4 separate regions of the Mus musculus genome follow, and all the other regions are linked to region 2. A link is a contact called in public HiChIP or PLAC-seq, Micro-C and promoter capture Hi-C data. All regions are on one chromosome and are shown on one strand. Each heading gives the region's core, a stretch centred on a gene start, on an enhancer-like site or on the middle of the called end of the contact. The rest is flanking DNA. Distances are from core to core; before and after follow the strand shown.

Region 1 (4,210 bases), core at 1,047-3,546, 580 kb before region 2:
TCTGTCCCCAAGTTGTGCCAGCCTAAACAAGTCAGTTCTTCTTCATCTTTGAGTGGTCATTTGACAACAGCTATAGAGAAGGAAGAACATTGCTAGTATGCAACAATGAAATCAGATCAATGACATCTGGCTAAATTCCTGCCCTCTACGCCTTTCCCCAAAACAGGTTGTGCACTGTGAGCTCCAACAGTGATCCTTTAAAATAACACAGAGTAGGGCCAGAGAGATAGCTCGGAAGGTAAGAGCACTTGCAGAGGATCCAGCCCTCAGATGGTGGCTCACAACTGCCTGTACTGCCAGCTCCAGGGACTATGACACATCTTCTGGACTCTGAGGGCACCAGGCATGCACATGGTACACAGGCATACATACAAGCAAATACTCATACACATTTTTAAAAACGAACATAAAACCTACATGCAAACATACTACTATGTAGTAGTACACACAGAGTGCAAGCTTGAGAGAAGGGACTCAGCTAAGCTTTGTGCTGTTTGACACTGCTCAATAAACCATTGCTGTAAACGTTACTTAGACATTTCTTTTGCCCGATGTGGGTATGCAAACCTGTATTCTCAGCACTTGATAAGCAGAGGGTGGAGGGTTGCTGCTAGCCTGAGGTCATCCTGGTCTACACAGCAAGATACAGGCCAGCCAGCGCTACATAGTGAGACCATATCAAACACAAAGGAAGAGAAAGAAAAAAGGGGCGGGGGGAGAGACAGAGACAGAGTCAGAAAGAGACAGACAGACAGACAGACAGATTCTTTTGCTGAAAAGTGCTGAATCCAGAGGGAGCAGGAAGATTGTAAGATCCAGAGAACTGGGATGTTTTCAATGAGATTGTGTTTCCTAGTCATGTCAGATGCTACATCCATGAAGTCTCACCAACATGACTACCTAAACGGAAGCCGAGTTAGGACATCCACATGCCAACGTGGGTGGGGGGAAAGCCCATGTGGACTCAACCCTACACAAAGAACTGGAGTCAACTAAGGCGTGCTGAGAGGGGAAGAAAGAGTGGGAAGAACACAAGACCCCATTGCCCTGAAAACACACATACGAGTAATATACAAACAGAGCAGGTTATATTTAGGAATGTGTGTGTGTGTGTGTGTGTGTGTGTGTGTAACAACAATTATTGGGGGAAAACCGAGGCCATGAATTTGAAAGAGAGCAAGGACAGGAACATGGGACAGTCCAGAGGGCGGAAAGGGAAGGGAGAGATGATGTGCTTATATTATAATCTCAAAATTAGGAGACCAATGCTGCTGCTCACTTGGGCCCACAGGCTGATACAGAGCAAGGAAACCCGGCCTTTCTACCTGAATTTGCTTCTGTCTTTGTCCAAGCTTTGGGCCAGACTCCTGAGTGTCAATCACTTCAGAAGCGTCTGTGTTGAACTAAGTGATACCCGCCCCATCTCTCCCACCTGCCAAGGTTGAAGGCATAAAGAAGAGAGTGATCCTGGCTTACTTTTAGCCCTTATAGAGTCCTGTTCCAGGCCCCCAAAGAAGTCTACAGGTTTCCAGTCACTGTTCTAACCTACAGTCACTCCTTAGATTTCAGAGCAGCAGAGCATGGCAAACGGTCACGGTGATGAGATCGCACACAGCCCACCCCCAGCCTCCATGATCATGAGAAGGGCGTGGCCTGTTCTCTCAAGCACTAAGATGTTTCTTCTAGTCACTGTGCAGAGCCAGAACAAAACACTGATTAACCAGCCCCACCTGGACTTTGTTCTCTTGCCTCCTGACCCAGATCTTTGTCTATTAAACCCAGAGCTCACATCAGCACTCCAGAGATGGGCTCAAATGCTTGCTTTGTGGTGTTTAAAATACTTAACCTGCATTTTCACAATGGCGTCTGCTCACTTTCTCTGGGAAAAGCTTGACATATGGGTAAAACACCATGGCCAGGACAAACTTAGAAAAGGATGGATTTATTTGGGCTTACGGTTCCAGAGGGATGAGAGTCCAGCATGGCACGGAGGCCTGACAGCAGGCGGCAAGCAGCGGTGGCGGCCAGAGCAAGAAGCTGGGAGCTCACCTCTCCAATAGCAAACACAAAGCAGAAAGTGAACGGGAAGAAGGGTGAGGCTATACATTCTCCGAGTCCAGCCCTCTCAGTGCCCAAGCATTCAAATACCTGAGCCTCCTGGGACATGTCTCGACCCAAGCTTCACAGAACCCATGGAGCCGGGCCTCTGACCTAGGACTCTTATTATATTATGACCTCACTATGGTGAAACTATGCCTACGTGGCCTATTACCACCAGTGGGGCACTTGAGCCATCAGTTCCACTATCCCACTGAGGTTAAAGCAGAGACCCTAAGGAGCTGAAGGTTCTGGTCCTGAGAAAGGAAACCCAGGTAGTGGCTGGCATGGCAGTGCTCAAGTCAGCTCACAGGGGTGGGATCTCACAGGGGTGGGATCTCACAGGGGTGGGCTGATGTCTAAGTGAGGTGAGAGAACATTCACTGGAGAGGTGTTGGATCCAAAGAGTTCTGTGTTCGAACCTTCCCTGTTCATTCTCCCACACCCAGACCCCTCCTGGGGGTCTCTTCCTCCCCCATACCTCCCAGTTCTACCTTCTGCCCCTCACATGTGCGCTCACGCCCCTCCTTTCTCTATGATGGAAGCACGGGGGCCCGTGCCTGAGAGCCCTGCACAGGAACAGGATGCAGCTGGATGCCACATCTGTTCTGAGGTTCGGGGCGGCCAGTGCCTGTGCTCAAGGCCCAGCCAGGCAGAGGGGAAGCACACAGGGCCCTGCAAAAGTGCTTCCGCAGGAACCCAACTTCCAGGAGTCAGTTCTCACTTTCTACTTTATTGGGGCAGGGTCTCTCCTGATGTTTCTATTCTCCCATCTCACTGTAGGACTACCGCCATTACAGACACATGCCTCTACAGCCAGGTTACTTTTTGAGATTGGAATCTAATTACAACATTTCTCCTTTTCTTTCCCTCCCTCCAGACTCTCCTAGACAGTTCTCCCTCCTCTACTTGAAATCATGGCCTTTTTCCTTAATTGCTATTGCATGCATATATGTATTTGTATCATACAGATATATTTCTAAAAATAACCTGTCTTGTTTATATAGTGTTACTAGTATGTGTCTCCAGGCCTGACCAGTTAGCACTGGGCAACTCATTAATGTGCCCTTTCCTGGGGAAGGCTTTCCTTCCTGCTCCCAGCATTTCATCTGGGTTGCAGGGAATCAAACCATCTCCCCAGCCTCCTATATAATTATTTTATGGACGTGTGTATGAATGAGTGAGTGAGTAAATGAATGAATGAATTAATGAATAATGGGAGGGGGGTCAGAGAAGTACACTATGATAAGAAGTGTCTCCGCCCATCCTAAGCATCTTCCTGCTAACTTTTGGTGAGTAAGCCATGGGAGACAAATTCCTCCCCTACACAGCTAATGGTCTCTTACTCCCTCCTCAGCTCTGCAGCGGGCCCATAGCCTCCAGTCTCCAACTCCAAGCAAATACCAGAACTGGAGAAGAAGATTCCAGTCCAGTGAGTCATGGGCAGGGGGAGGGGTGGGGGAGGGCAGTCTCGCTCATTCCTTACATGGTATCTTCTCTGGCCTAGCCTGGAATCCAAGGGCAAGGAAAACTGTTAGCTTGACTTGATTTCCACTGCTGGCTGTAATCATTGCCGAGGGATTTGGGAACTCTCCATTCCTCTCCCTCTACTCGGAAATCCCAGCACCTTAAGATTCTGTAGTTTCACAGAGCTGTAGCAGCTATGAGCTCCAAGTTTGAAATGAGAAAGGGAAACTGAGAGACGGGTGCTTGGTTCTGTCCCAGAAACTGGACTAGATCCCAACCCCACCCCACCTCTGCTTTTGGTTCTATGCCATTGTGACCAAGGCAAGAAGATAGCAGCTTGCACTAGAATATAAGTGTGTGTGTGTGTGTGTGTGTGTGTGTGTGTGTGTGTGAGAGAGAGAGAGAGAGAGAGAGAGAGAGAGAGAGAGTTTATTTCTTCTCCAGATCTTGGCCCCGGGTGAGTTTCAGAGCTCCCACAAGAGGAACAGTGTCTACAGTGACCATGCACACACAGTCACACAGCAAACAGAATTCCTCCAGGACCCTTGAGTGAGAAGCTGAGGGTCCACCCTGCTCTGACCCCATCACCCTCTTCTGCCTCCCCTAGTCTGCATGTTCTCTCTCCCACCTCCATCTGCCCAGGCTG
Region 2 (3,899 bases), core at 660-3,159:
GTACTGGGGCATATAAAGTTTGTAAGTCCAATGGGCCTCTCTTTCCAGTGATGGCCGACTAGGCCATCTTTTGATATATATGCAGCTAGAGTCAAGAGCTCCGGGGTACTGGTTAGCTCATAATGTTGTTCCACCTATAGGGTTGCAGATCCCTTTAGCTCCTTGGCTACTTTCTCTAGCTCCTCCATTGGGAGCCCTATGATCCATCCATTAGCTGACTGTGAGCATCCACTTCTGTGTTTGCTGGGCCCCGGCATAGTCTCACAAGAGACAGCTACATCTGCGTCCTTTCAATAAAATCTTGCTAGTGTATGCAATGGTGTCAGCGTTTGGATGCTGATTATGGGGTGGATCCCTGGCTATGGCAGTCTCTACATGGTCCATCCTTTCATCTCAGCTCCAAACTCCGTCTCTGTAACTCCTTCCATGGGTGTTTTGTTCCCAAATCTAAGGAGGGGCATAGTGTCCACACTTCAGTCTTCATTCTCCTTGAGTTTCATGTGTTTAGCAAATTATATCTTATATCTTGGGTATCCTAGGTTTGGGGCTAATATCCACTTATCAGTGAATACATATTGTGTGAGTTTCTTTGTGAATGTGTTACCTCACTCAGGATGATGCCCTCCAGGTCCATCCATTTGGCTAGGAATTTCATAAATTCATTCTTTTTAATAGCTGAGTAGTACTCCATTGTGTAGATGTACCACATTTTCTGTATCCATTCCTCTGTTGAGGGGCATCTAGGTTCTTTCCAGCTTCTGGCTATTATAAATAAGGCTGCTATGAACATAGTGGAGCATGTGTCCTTCTTACCTGTTGGGGCATCTTCTGGATATATGCCCAGGAGAGGTATTGCTGGATCCTCCGGTAGTACTATGTCCAGTTTTCTGAGGAACCGCCAGACTGATTGGAAATGTCTCTTGAGCTATGGTGAGCTGCTGGCAGGCCAGGAGGCTTGCTCATCATCACACCACTTGCACTGGACTTAGAGCACAGTGGGAACCCAGCAAATGTTCCAGGAAGGAATCATTCAATCGACCAAAGCACTTTCCAAGAAATAATGAGACATCCAAGGTCTTGAGGCAGGGGAGTGAGCTGTCAGATCTGGGCTTCCCTGGACAAGCCTTTCACTGAGAGGGTTTTAAGCTTCGATTAGAGTGGCTTTGAATTTCTTCTGTTCTGATACTTGATTCTCATCACTTCCAGACGACATTTAGATGCAATGGGAACAGTCATAGTAATAGCCTCGGTTTCCCCTTTGGAGTCAGGACTGGTGATCAATTTAGGTTTGGCCCTGACTTCTCTGTCAACAAGGCTGTGGGAAGTGGAGGGGCAAAGTGGGGACCTACAGATCTGACCTATGGGGAATTGGGTACCACCCTTAGATCATTGCAAATCTGATCATGGACCCCACTGTGGTTGAGGAAGACTGGAAGGTTTAGAGGCAGCGCTTACAAAGGTGAGCTGGTCAGGTAGTGGATCACAACGTCTCTAGTAGAAACTGTTAGGTGCCTCAGTTTCCCCGTCTGTGCAAAGTGCATTGTACAGAAGGCACAAGACCACGCACATCGGGTTAAGGTGTTTCCAACCAAGTCTAGAGGCAAGGCGTAGCTGAGCCCAGGGAGGCGCAGAGGTGCGGGCTCCAGGCGCAGAGCTGATGCCTAGAGGTGAAGGCTCCAGGCCTTGTATCAGAAAGGTCCCGGGAGTCCATCTTTGCTCTGAGTGGAAAAAACTAGGAACTGGACGCCAGTAACCTGAGCCAGGGGCAGACCCGTCCGCAGGGCTGGGAGGGGCGAGTTTGGGCGCCCCGCCTGCGGTGCTCTCAGCAGCGGCTCAGGGCGCTGGGGGGCGGGAAGAGGTGGAGCCAGGTGGGGAGGAGCAAAACCCGGAGGCCTCGGGCACCGCGGGCAGAGCCAGAGCCGCTGGAACCTGAGCCCCGGCGTGCTGCTTTGGGAGAGTCCGCCGTCCGAGCCGAAAGCAGCCGCTGCCCGATTTCAGTACATAGTCCGGGAGAAAGGCTAGTGAGGCCGGAGACAGGGTCACGGATTCTACTGCAGTTCGGGAGCTGCCAGGTTGCCCGCGCTGGCCCTGCTGCCCTAATTGCACCTAGCCGGACTTGCTCCTCACGTCCCGGTTGCGCCATGGATCCTTCGGAGAAGAAGATATCGGTGTGGATCTGCCAGGAGGAGAAGCTGGTGTCCGGCCTCTCCCGCCGCACCACCTGCTCGGACGTGGTGCGGGTGCTTTTGGAGGACGGCTGCCGGCGGCGCTGCAGGCAGCGGCGGGGCCAGCGACGGGGCTTGACGGAAGACCCTTCGGGCCAGTTGGAGCTGCCCGAGCCCCCGGACGAAAACGACGAGGATGACGACGACGCGATGCCCCCGGGCATGCTATGTGGGCCCCCGCAGTGCTATTGCATTGTGGAGAAGTGGCGCGGCTTTGAGCGCATCCTGCCCAACAAGACGCGGATCTTGCGCCTCTGGACTGCTTGGGGCGACGAGCAGGAGAATGTACGCTTCGTGCTGGTGCGCAGCGAAGCGTCGCTGCCCAACGCCGGACCGCGCAGCGCCGAGGCGCGGGTAGTGCTCAGCCGCGAGCGCCCCTGCTTGGCCCGGGGCGCCCCAGCACGGCCCAGCCTGGCCTTGACCCAGGAGAAGCAGCGGCGGGTGGTACGCAAGGCCTTCCGCAAACTGGCCAAGCTCAACCGGAGGCGCCAGCAGCAGCCGTCGTCACCTTGTTCGTCCACGTCGTCGTCCACCGCCTCGTCCTGCTCGTCGTCTGCTCGGACCCACGAGAGCGCGTCGGTAGAACGTATGGAGACGCTGGTGCATCTGGTGCTGTCGCAGGACCACACGATTCGCCAGCAGGTGCAGCGGCTCCGGGAGCTGGACCGCGAGATAGACCGCTACGAAGCCAAGGTGCACCTAGACCGCATGCGGAGGCACGGAGTCAACTACGTGCAGGATACCTATCTAGTGGGGGCCGGCATCGACCTGGACGGACAAACTCCTGAAGGGGAGCCGGAAGATGCGACACTGGAGGAGAAGGGGACAGAACCGGCGGCACCCCTGGACAGCGAGGCGCAGGCGGCAGCGTTGGAGGAGCTGGCCAGGCGCTGTGACGACCTGGTGCGGCTGCAGGAGGAGCGCGCCCAGCAGGAGGAGTTGCTAGAGCGCCTGTCCGCCGAGATCCAGGAGGAACTGAACCAGCGCTGGATGCAGCGGCGCAATGAGGAGCTGGCGGCTCGAGAGGAGTCCCTAGAGCCCGATGGTGGTCCGGATGGCGAGCTGCTGCTGGAGCAGGAGCGGGTCAGGACGCAGCTCAGCACCAGCCTTTACATCGGGCTGAGGCTCAGCACGGACCTGGAGGCCGTCAAGGCGGACTTGGATTACAGCCAGCAGCAGAGGGACATTAAGGAGCGCGAGCTTCAGGGCCTTCTCCAGAGTTTGCACACTTTTGAGCAGACGGTGGTGCATGATGGGGCTCTGGGTTCCAGCGGACCCTCTCGCGAACCTCAGCCTCAGACCTGTGCAGAAATGTGGGTAGACCAGGCCCGGGGACTGGCTAAGAGTTGCCCGGGCAACGATGAGGACTCAGATACTGGGCTGAGCTCCATGCATAGCCAAGACTCAGACTCGGTACCCCCTGTGTGTGAATCCCTTGTGTAGAAGTAGTAGGGAGCAAGCTTAGACGCTTGCAGAATGCACTGGTTTGGCCTGCTCAGGGACATGAAGTGAGGCCATGGGGGTGAGCTCAGAGTTCCCACGGATGGGTCTGGAGAGTGAGTGTGAAGGAGGGTCCTGGACAAGGAAGCCCTAAGCTTCTAAGCTTTAGAGGGAAGTGGAGTCAGGAGGTGAGAACCCCTCCCTGTTTTTTAAAAACACATTAGGTAAGTGATG
Region 3 (4,338 bases), core at 332-2,831, 530 kb before region 2:
CAGCTTGGCCTATTGGCAAGTCCGAGAGGCATCTTCTTGATTAATGATTGCTATGGAAGGGCCCAGCTCACTATGCATGGTGCCACCCCTGGGCAGGTGGTCCTGTGTTGTATAATAAAGCAAACTGAGGAATCCAGGAGAGGCAAGGCAGTAAGCAGTATTTCTCCATGGTCTCTGCTTCCGATTTCTGCCTCCAGACTCCTGCCTTGACTTCCCTCCGTGATGGACTGCTACCTTACAGGTAAAATAAACCCTCTCCTCTCTAGGTTGCTTCCGGTTCTGGGATTTATCAGAACAATAGGAAGGAAGTTAAGACACACATTCTCATCACCAACATGCATGTCACTCATCAACACGTGCCTCTGGCTGAGAACAGACACTGCTGCCTAGCTGGGCACTAGATCACAACCTAGTGCCCAACTGCTGGACCGATTTCTCCAGCTCAGTTCAAAATCTTGCTCCCTCTGAGTCAGAGGTTCAGTCAGATTCCATCAGTGTGTGTAGTGTACATGTGGAAAGCCCTCCTCAGAGCAAGACAGCCACCATCTTCATCTAAGCAGATGTGAGAACTTGCGACCTCCCTTCCCACTCGACTCCTGACCTAGAGACCGACCCTGTTTATTGATGTTCCCTTATAGAAGGATGGAGCAGGGACAGTCACTGAATTTTCATCTCAATTCTGGCCACTCCCTCTTGTAACCCTACTAGGTCATTCTGTCCTAATTCCACGTGGTCACTGGAGGTGTTAGAGTAGTAGTCTGTTGAAGATTAGCTGAAGGGGATTCCATTTAGACAGTTAGGGGAAGTCATCCGCCCTGGGGTAGAAATTTGCAGTAGTGCAGCTGCTTTGGGGCCCGCCCACATTCCTGTAGGTGACTCCTTCCCCAGGCTCTGTAAGTCTGATAAACTCATTGGATCCCAAGCTTGATTTCAGGGAAAAGGTAATTTGGTGGTGGTGCTCTGGGAAGGAGACATAGATATTTGTTTATGCCCCATCACGGAAAGAGCTGTGGAAACAGTTATGTAACTCTTCCCGCTGGTGTATGACCAAGGTATCCTGAAAGAATGGGAAAGAGATGGTCAAGCCACAACTTAGGACGAAGAAGCACAGTAAAAGTACGCAGGACTCCTAAACATCTCCAGCATGAATCTTTAAAACTGCCTGGTGTGACTCCAGCGTCAGGTCAAGAGAGTCTGGAACTAATTCTATTGCTCTTGGCTAGATAGATGAGCGTCTGCCGTCGTGGACTTCCAGCTTTGTTTGAGTGTGGACAGGAGAAGGTGGAAGTCCGCAGATTCATGCAGAAGTTGAACGGGAAGTCTGTTGGGACCAGAGCCCATTTTAGATCCTTGACTTCTTTGTGAGACAAAAGTACTAACAGTATAGGAACCCATCCATGCAGGAGGTAGAGCAAGAGACCGCAGCAGCTGGGAAATAGGGTCACAGGGCTGATTCCCTGCGGATTCTGACGCGTGTGTGTGTGTGTGTGTGTGTGTGTGTGTGTGTGTGTGTGTGTATGCAAAGCAGAGAAGTGAAGGCTTCCAAGCTCCAGATAAGACCTCACGTCCCCCTAGCATGCACTTGCCCCTGCGTCTATAGCCCCCAGCAAGCGGCAAGCCAGGGCATCCTCGTAGCCAGGGCAGCCCTGGGCACGGGGGCCCCAGGCGCAGCAGCTCCTCGCAGGGCGGAGGGCGGCGCGAGGGAGGGAGCGAGGGACGGGAAAGGCGAGCGAGCTGCCTCAAATGCCTGGAATAATTCCGCTTCCGTTTGGAAAGCCGCAGCCTCAGTCCCGCCGCCGCCCGCCGCGGCCGCCCAGCTCCAGCTCCGCGTCCAGCCGCCATGGCCACATCCCCACAGAAGTCGCCCTTGGTCCCCAAATCACCCACTCCCAAGTCGCCTCCGTCCCGCAAGAAGGATGACTCGTTCTTGGGGAAACTCGGAGGGACGCTGGCCCGGAGGAAGAAAGCCAAAGAAGGTAGGAACAGCCGAGGCCGTGGGCGCTGCAGGGATCGGGAGCCTGGAAGTGGGAGACCCCCCTGGCAGTGCCTGGGCGCGCCTCTCAGTGTCCCCATGTCGCCTCCAAAGCCCTAACCGGGTCGGTGTCATCTCTGGTCCACAGGCGGAGCCCAGGCTTTGGGTGGCTGTTGTCCCAGAGCCCAGGCCCAGCCGGTCCCCTGTGCTCTCCCCTAGGCCGCTGTCCCCGCCCTCTGCGCGCCCGAGGACTGGCATTTGCCAAGTTTCTGCTGGAAAGTTTTCTCGGGCGCCGTCATTCCCCGCTCTCAGCCTTCATTGGTCTGTTGCGCCGTCGTTTCCTGGGCGCCTTCAGGTCTTTTGCTGCAGCTGCAATGGCCTCCTTGGATCTCTCGCGGGCTCCCTGGACTTGTGTGGACTTTGATGATCTGTATAAAATGTTAGTTGACTGACTGAGAGAAGAACGTGCCGAAGTTGGGGGGGGGGGGATTGAGGAATGGTGAGATAAACTCACTACACCTAAGGACTGTGACCCTGCTGTGAACCTGGACATTCCATTCCAAGTTTTATTTAAAGAAAAAGAAAAGATTTCTTTTTCCCACCACAGTGAATTGCAGCAATCTCATTTTTTGTTTCCAGAATAGTTTCTGTGGAAAGTACTTTTTCCCCCGTAGGCAGAATTTACAACTCACATTTGGGCGTAGGAAATGCAGTGATGATTCTAAAAATCAATGTGGCGATAGGTGTGTGAATAAAAAGGGGTTTAAAATGTTTTCCTCTTTGGCATGGCTGGGATTGGATTTAGAGGGCCTTAGGTCTACTGCGTGAGCACCGCGGTCTTATTCTTTCTCTTTTGAGACTCTTTAGCCTTGTGCTTAGTCTTGTGTAGCCCAGGCAGAACTTTGTGGTCCTCCTGCCTCGGCTTCCAAAGTATTTGGGATTACAGGCCTGCCCAGCTTGGTGTTAATTGATTGTTCTTTTCTGTGGTACTGGGGGTTGATCTTAGGGACTCTGATGTTAAGCAAGTGTTTTACCGACACGGTGTTTCTAGCCCAAGTCTCCAGATCATTTCAGGAGTTTACTTTAGTAGGTCTGAGGTGATGAACTAGGAAATGTCTCATGTTCTTAGTCTCCTGAAGTATGGAAAGCACTTTGGTGTTTAATTAGCAAACTCAGTGCATGAGCTAAGTGTCTGTTGTCTAGATTGTGGCATGAATCTAAAAATCACCTCACCCCCAAGTGGTTGTTGTACCTAGTCCCCCCTTATTTCTAACAGAATGACTCCAGGATGCTCATCGAATGGCCAATACTATGAGCTCTTCTGAGCCTGATATAGTGTGCTTTTCCCTGGACATGTATATGGTAAAGTTTAACCTGTATGTTAGGCACAGTAAGAGGTTAACATGGCTGAGATGGCTAAGTGGGTAAAGGCACGTGCCACTCCAGACTGGGGATTTAGATCCTATGTAAGGTAGAAGAAAAGAGCTGACTCCACAAAGTTGACCTCTGACCTGTGCCAGAATACCCACATACATGCATCATGCACACACAATAATGGTAATAATAACAACAGATAGTACTTAGTATTACAGGCATTGCAGTGCTGAGACAGTCAGGCTGATACTTGAGCCAATAACAAAGATGGCTACTAAGTTACCAAGGCTGCGTATACAATGTGTATCCATAGGATTCCTATCCCAGGAATGAAGGAAGGTTTGGAGTGAAGCAAAATCTCATCATGCTAATCAGAATGGTGTGCAACTTAGGAATTATTTCTGAAATTTTTTTCATTCAGTATTTTGCAACCACAGTTGGCCATAGGTCTCTGATACCACAGACGCAAAAATAGTGGGCAGGTGTGCTGGTAAACCATTAATTGTTGTAGTGTGGGCAAATGATCATGAGATCCTAGCTTGGAAGTCCTTTTTCTAGCTTGTGTTTCTGGTATGGGCTCATCCATCTGACAGATGGCAGTTTAGAATTACTGAAGCTCATAACTGGCCTGCAGTGCCCATCCCACTGCTAGCACCTTTGAGAAACGTTTTTATTGGTCCAAAGTTTACCAGTGTGTGTCCACTACTTTCTTGGAGTCTGATGTGACGTTGACCTGTTATTAGACGCGTTCTCACGACCGGCCAGGAAAGACGCAACAAACCAGAATCTTCTGCGGCAAAACTTTATTGCTTACATCTTCAGGAGCAGGAGTGTAAGAAGCAAGAGAGAGAGAAAACGAAACCCGTCCCTCTTTTAGGAGAGTTATATTTCGCCTAGGACGTGTCACTCCCTGATTGGCTGCAGCCCATCGGCCGAGTTGACGTCACGGGGAAGGCAGAGCACATGGAGTGGAGAACCACCCTCGGCATATG
Region 4 (4,475 bases), core at 413-2,912, 560 kb after region 2:
ATAAAAAAAGCACAGAGTTTGCAAAAAGGGCAATCCCTTATACCCGTAGTAGTTTGTAGTTCTTAAGTATTATTTCTATTATTTTAAATTACGTGTATGCGTGTGTCTGTATGTGGGTGGTATGTGGATGTGAGTGCAGGTGCCCATGGAGCCCAGAAGGGAGGCATTACTAGCAGGTGATTGTGAACTGCCAACTGTAGATTACTGGGGACTGAACTCGCATTTTCTGAAAGAGCAGTACCTGCTTTTAGCCACTGAGTCTTCTCTCTAGCCTCGGTTTTTAGTTTTTGAATGACAGCTAAAGCCTGGTGTTGATTATAACCAGGATGCAATAGTTTTTTCCAAAATGATTGCACCGTGCATGAAGCACACAGCCCCACGAATCTTCTTCATACACCCGGGTAATCACCACCACATCAAGAAAAAACAGGTTCCCAGCTCATACATTGTAATGAGCATAGTTTTTTAGAAAAATGTTTTTTAGGCATGTAAAAATAGTGTAGTCAGGATCCCCACTACACTCAAGGCTGCACCTGATAACCATAACTCCGTACACCACTCACTCAAAGATAACAAGAGATAGTCCTAGAACTAACTCCACGATGCCCAGTGAACAGTATATAAGCAGAGACTAAGAGCAATGCTCTGCTCTGCACATCTGGAGAGATGCCACTTTGATCTGCCCTGTGGCTGGAGAATCTTTTCTAGGATCCTGCCCCTGGAATCAGAAATTTCTGTTTGAGACTGGACCTGACCTTCAGCCAAGATACATCGCATAGGTAAGCAGCCTCGGGAGATAGGCTTAGGACCGTAGTTAGGAATTCAGAGTGTTTATATTGTGTGAAGACCCAAAGCATAACTAAATAAAACTTGTTATACTAACTACGCGTATCTACCTTCTAGCTCGCGACACTCAGCAAGTTCCCGTGCACCCTAGCTCTCAGCACACGCCCCACCTTCCAACGCTGAAACTTCTCTCACTGTCCCTACATCTTGCACGGGATTGTCTTGAAGGAGGAAGGACTAGGTGGACAGTCTCTCGGGGAGGATGGACGCGGGCTCCAGTCCTCCCGATGGGCCCTTCAGAAGGTCCATACAGTGCTGGCTCCACATTCCGAAGGAACCAAGCTGGCAGTTATCAGGGAGGATCCTCACACTCAGTTAAGACCGAGGGTAGCCGGCCCCATCTGGGGAGCGCCAGGGTGCACGTTGGCAGTACTCAAGCACGCCGCGATGGCTGCGGGGCGGGCTCTCACGTCTGCCACTTGTCCCGCACCTTTTGCGTGGGCTGGGCTCCCGCGCCAGGGTAGTCGGGCGTGGCCCAGGGCGCGACCCTCCGGGAAGCGGGCGGCCGGGGGCGGCGCTGCTGAGCGGGGATGTGCGGCGCGCGCCCATTGGCTGCGCTTTCCCCGACCACACCGCCCAGCCGCCCACTTCCCGGCCTCTCTCCGCTCCCCCATTGGCCGTCCTGCCTGGGGGGTTTGGGGTGGGCGGCTGAAGAAGAGTGGAGGGTGAGCGGTTCTCCCGGGAAGAGTGTGAGCAAGAGCCAATCAGGAGCAGACGTGGAAAAGAGGCGCCACGCCAACCAGTCAGACCCCGAGGCGCGGTCGGGACCCGTGACGCCATAGCGCTCTCAGCCAATGGGCGCACCGCTGTCGGTCCGCTCTTCAGCAGCCGGTCGGGGGCGGTGAAAAGCGAGTGAGGAGAGCGCGACCACGGCGTAGCCATCGCTGAAGGGAGAGCGAGGCCCGAGCTTCCGCGTCGAGGTGAGCGGCACGGGCTCTGTCGCAGGCTCGGCCGCGGCCCCTCCGCACTTGGCCGCCGTTTTGCGGGAGTCCTAGGCCGGGCTGCGTTGAGGTGGGGCCTGCGAACCGCCCCGCCCCCGCCCCGCCACGGCCGCCTGGAGGCGGGGGCGCCTCCTCTGCTGGGACTGTCCCTGCGCGGCGTGGCCGGGCCGCCGCCCTCCCGACTGCCAGGGCCGCGGCGAGGGAGCTTAGAGGCCCCTGGCCTGCAACCCGGGGAGGCAGGGGTTCCGTCTGCGGGGGGAGGCCGCGCAGAGGCGGCCACGGTGGGGGCCCGAGTTAACGGAGGAGGGTGGCGGCCTGGGATTGAGAGGAAGAAAGTGATGGGAAAGGGGTGATGCTCTGGAGAGGGCGTCCAGTGAGGAGGCCCCTGCTCCAGAGTGGGATCGGCCTCTGGGAAGTAGGTATCAATGGCGTTGCGGAGAAATCAGCTGAGAGATGGAGAACTGGTTTGGGGTTTGAAGGTTAAGGTCTCTGGACCAATGGGGACAGGGCATGTGGAGTGTGAGAAGGTACACACAGAAACCGGAAGGTGTCCGAGGAGTGGATTTTAGATGAGGGGTGGATGGAGGCTGTCTGACTAGAAGGCGTTATTTGGTTTCTTGGAAAGTACACAAGGAACAGTCAAGGTGGATTTCTGTGTGCTTGCTCAAGGGTGGGGATCTTTTGTGAACAGTGGAGTGAGTTGGGAGTACAGAGTTGAGAGAGAGTATCTCAGGATGACAGCTCGGAACACTCAACGTAGCTACCTACTGAGGCTGATCATTAGCTCACCTTTATGCTGTCCCCTGGATGATCCATCTGATTGTTTAGCCACAGCTCACACAAACTTAGCTCTTAGAAGTAATGGGTATTAAGTATTCTTTGATTTTTTTTTTTTTTTTTTTTGGACTGGGAAATTGCTTAATTCTTAAAGAAAAGTGCTAAGGGCAACATTTAAAGAGTCTGGTTGGGGATGGATAATGGATGGGTAATATGACATGAGGATGGTGCAAGGTGTCTTACAAAAACAGAAGTGATACTGTGTGAATGTAGTTGTGCAGTTCTGAATGAGCAATCTTTTTAATGTAGTGGAATTTGTTTTATGCTTGTTGGGCAGTTGCTTTCACTTTTGAGACTAGTTTTGTAGTTAAATAAACAAAAAATATTTTCACTTAAGAAAGACATTAGTATATGTGTGTTGCTGTCAACTGCTTTCCTCTTTGAAGCTTTTATTTGTAGGGTACAGGTAGAATTAAATCCACATTTTCAGTGGATTTAAATGGGAGAGATAATTTCTGCTTAAAGATAGGACAAAAGGCCGGTGAAAAGTTACAGTTTGAGGGCAGAATTCAAGAGAGCAGTTGTATAAATGTTTTCTTATTCACCAGCTCAGCATAGAATTTTAGCTAATGGATCATTCTTTAGGACAGAGAAGGTATTTGTGGGTAACACATTACTGTAATTACATTTTGCTTTTAGTATAATCTAGTTCCCAAAGGGCTGAGTTACCTGTAAGCAGAGAGACAGTTCAAGAGAAGGGCAAGTTTTTTGGAAAAGGTGAATTTTGGGTCATTTGCACCAGGAGTTGGTGTGTGGGTTATTACTAGACACAAGAATGATTACAGTAGTTTGGATGAAGTATAAGCAGACTGTGGATTTAAAAACCTCACAAGTGTAAATAGTTTCTAAGTCCAATTACAGATCTGTCTGAAGAAATGGTTAGATATGTAGCCATCAGTTAAGCTTCTTCCTGCAGCTTGGTTGGTTGGTAAATAGTGGTTCCCTGTGATGGCTCGAAGGAACAGAACAGTTGGACTGAAGATGGGGCATATATGCACCCCCCAATTTTTTTGATAGTTAGAAATTTATTGGTTGCTACTTTGTGCCAGAAACTGTTTTGAGCTTTCCAAGTATCATTATTTGATTGTATTTCATAGGTGAGGGAGAGGTTCAGACAGATTTGACTTGCCTAAGGTTACACCAGCTATTATTACATGGCAAGTCGGATTTGGCAGAATCAGACATGAATTGAACATTTGCTTGATGACAGACACTGGAGAATGCTGGAGATTCATGATTTACCAGAAAATCCAAAGGTCAGACCTGAGCCTGTTAGAGAAAAGACTTGTTATAAAAGAAGTAAAGGAGGCATGGGGGCTAGGGGATGGTGGTGTTGGGATTGTCAGCACACGCCTTTAATCCCAGCACGCAGGAGGCAGAGGGAGGTGGGCTTTGAGTTCGAGGCCAGCCTGGTCTACAAAGCAAGCCCAGGACAATTAGGGCTATTACAGAGAAACAGTGTCTTGAAAAACAAAACAAAGTCAGTAAAGGATAAAGATTGCTTGTAAAGATTTTGTAGGTACTGAAGAGTATGCTGTTTAGAGAAGCCTAGAGCTGACTTTTTTGAAAGAAAGACCTAGAGACTGAGAAGAAAGATGGTTAAAAGAAGCCACTGAGTTAAATAAGGAAAAAAGAAATGTAAATGTAGAGTCAAGATCACTGAGGTCAATCATGATATGGGTCAGCAATCATGCTTGGTGTGGTCATAGTTATGGTCACATGGGGGAGGGGAATCATAGCAGGGCCCCTTGCAATGTTTTAGTCTTTGACTAAAGAAGATCTGAGTACTCAATATGCTTGTACTGAAAAAAAAAATTCCAGATAAAAATGAGCATTGTTTTTATCATTAAG

What was found. Promoter capture Hi-C pulls out the DNA fragments that hold promoters and counts their contacts. Hi-C and Micro-C count contacts between places; a contact is called where the count stands out from the background. HiChIP or PLAC-seq counts read pairs in DNA pulled down with a chosen protein or histone mark.
Region 1: an H3K4me3 HiChIP or PLAC-seq map of stem cell-derived neural progenitor cells shows a contact between it and region 2, with 6 times the contacts expected there. The contact joins the promoter of Micalcl here to the promoter of Rassf10 in region 2. A contact is called at or near these places in 7 of 39 promoter capture datasets (cranial neural crest, embryonic stem cells, liver and 2 more), 1 of 15 datasets of contacts at CTCF or cohesin (large pre-B cells), 1 of 484 Hi-C or Micro-C datasets (cortical neurons), 4 of 115 datasets of contacts at active chromatin or transcription factors (astrocytes, embryonic forebrain, embryonic stem cells and 1 more) and 1 of 9 other capture datasets (liver).
Region 3: a contact with region 2 is called in a promoter capture Hi-C map of embryonic stem cells, with 11 read pairs. The contact joins the promoter of Parva here to the promoter of Rassf10 in region 2. A contact is called at or near these places in 5 of 39 promoter capture datasets (cranial neural crest, embryonic stem cells, liver and 1 more) and 5 of 115 datasets of contacts at active chromatin or transcription factors (cardiomyocytes, embryonic stem cells, pancreatic cancer cells and 1 more).
Region 4: a contact with region 2 is called in a Micro-C map of embryonic stem cells, with 4 times the contacts expected there. The contact joins the promoter of Far1 here to the promoter of Rassf10 in region 2. A contact is called at or near these places in 1 of 39 promoter capture datasets (stem cell-derived epiblast-like cells), 1 of 484 Hi-C or Micro-C datasets (embryonic stem cells) and 1 of 115 datasets of contacts at active chromatin or transcription factors (pancreatic cancer cells).

The regions. Positions count from the first base shown.
Region 1 is chr7:112,372,561-112,376,770 of GRCm38.p6, forward strand. It overlaps Micalcl (MICAL C-terminal like), which reads left to right and starts at 2,297. Exons shown (of 10, transcript NM_001381862.1): 1 at 2,297-2,809; 2 at 3,455-3,529.
Region 2 is chr7:112,952,053-112,955,951 of GRCm38.p6, forward strand. It overlaps Rassf10 (Ras association (RalGDS/AF-6) domain family (N-terminal) member 10), which reads left to right and starts at 1,910. Exons shown (of 1, transcript NM_175279.3): 1 at 1,910-3,899. The coding sequence starts at 2,142. The coding sequence ends at 3,668.
Region 3 is chr7:112,426,125-112,430,462 of GRCm38.p6, forward strand. Parva (parvin, alpha) reads left to right here and starts at 1,582. Exons shown (of 13, transcript NM_020606.5): 1 at 1,582-1,976. The coding sequence starts at 1,841.
Region 4 is chr7:113,512,172-113,516,646 of GRCm38.p6, forward strand. It overlaps Far1 (fatty acyl CoA reductase 1), which reads left to right and starts at 1,663. Exons shown (of 13, transcript NM_027379.4): 1 at 1,663-1,766.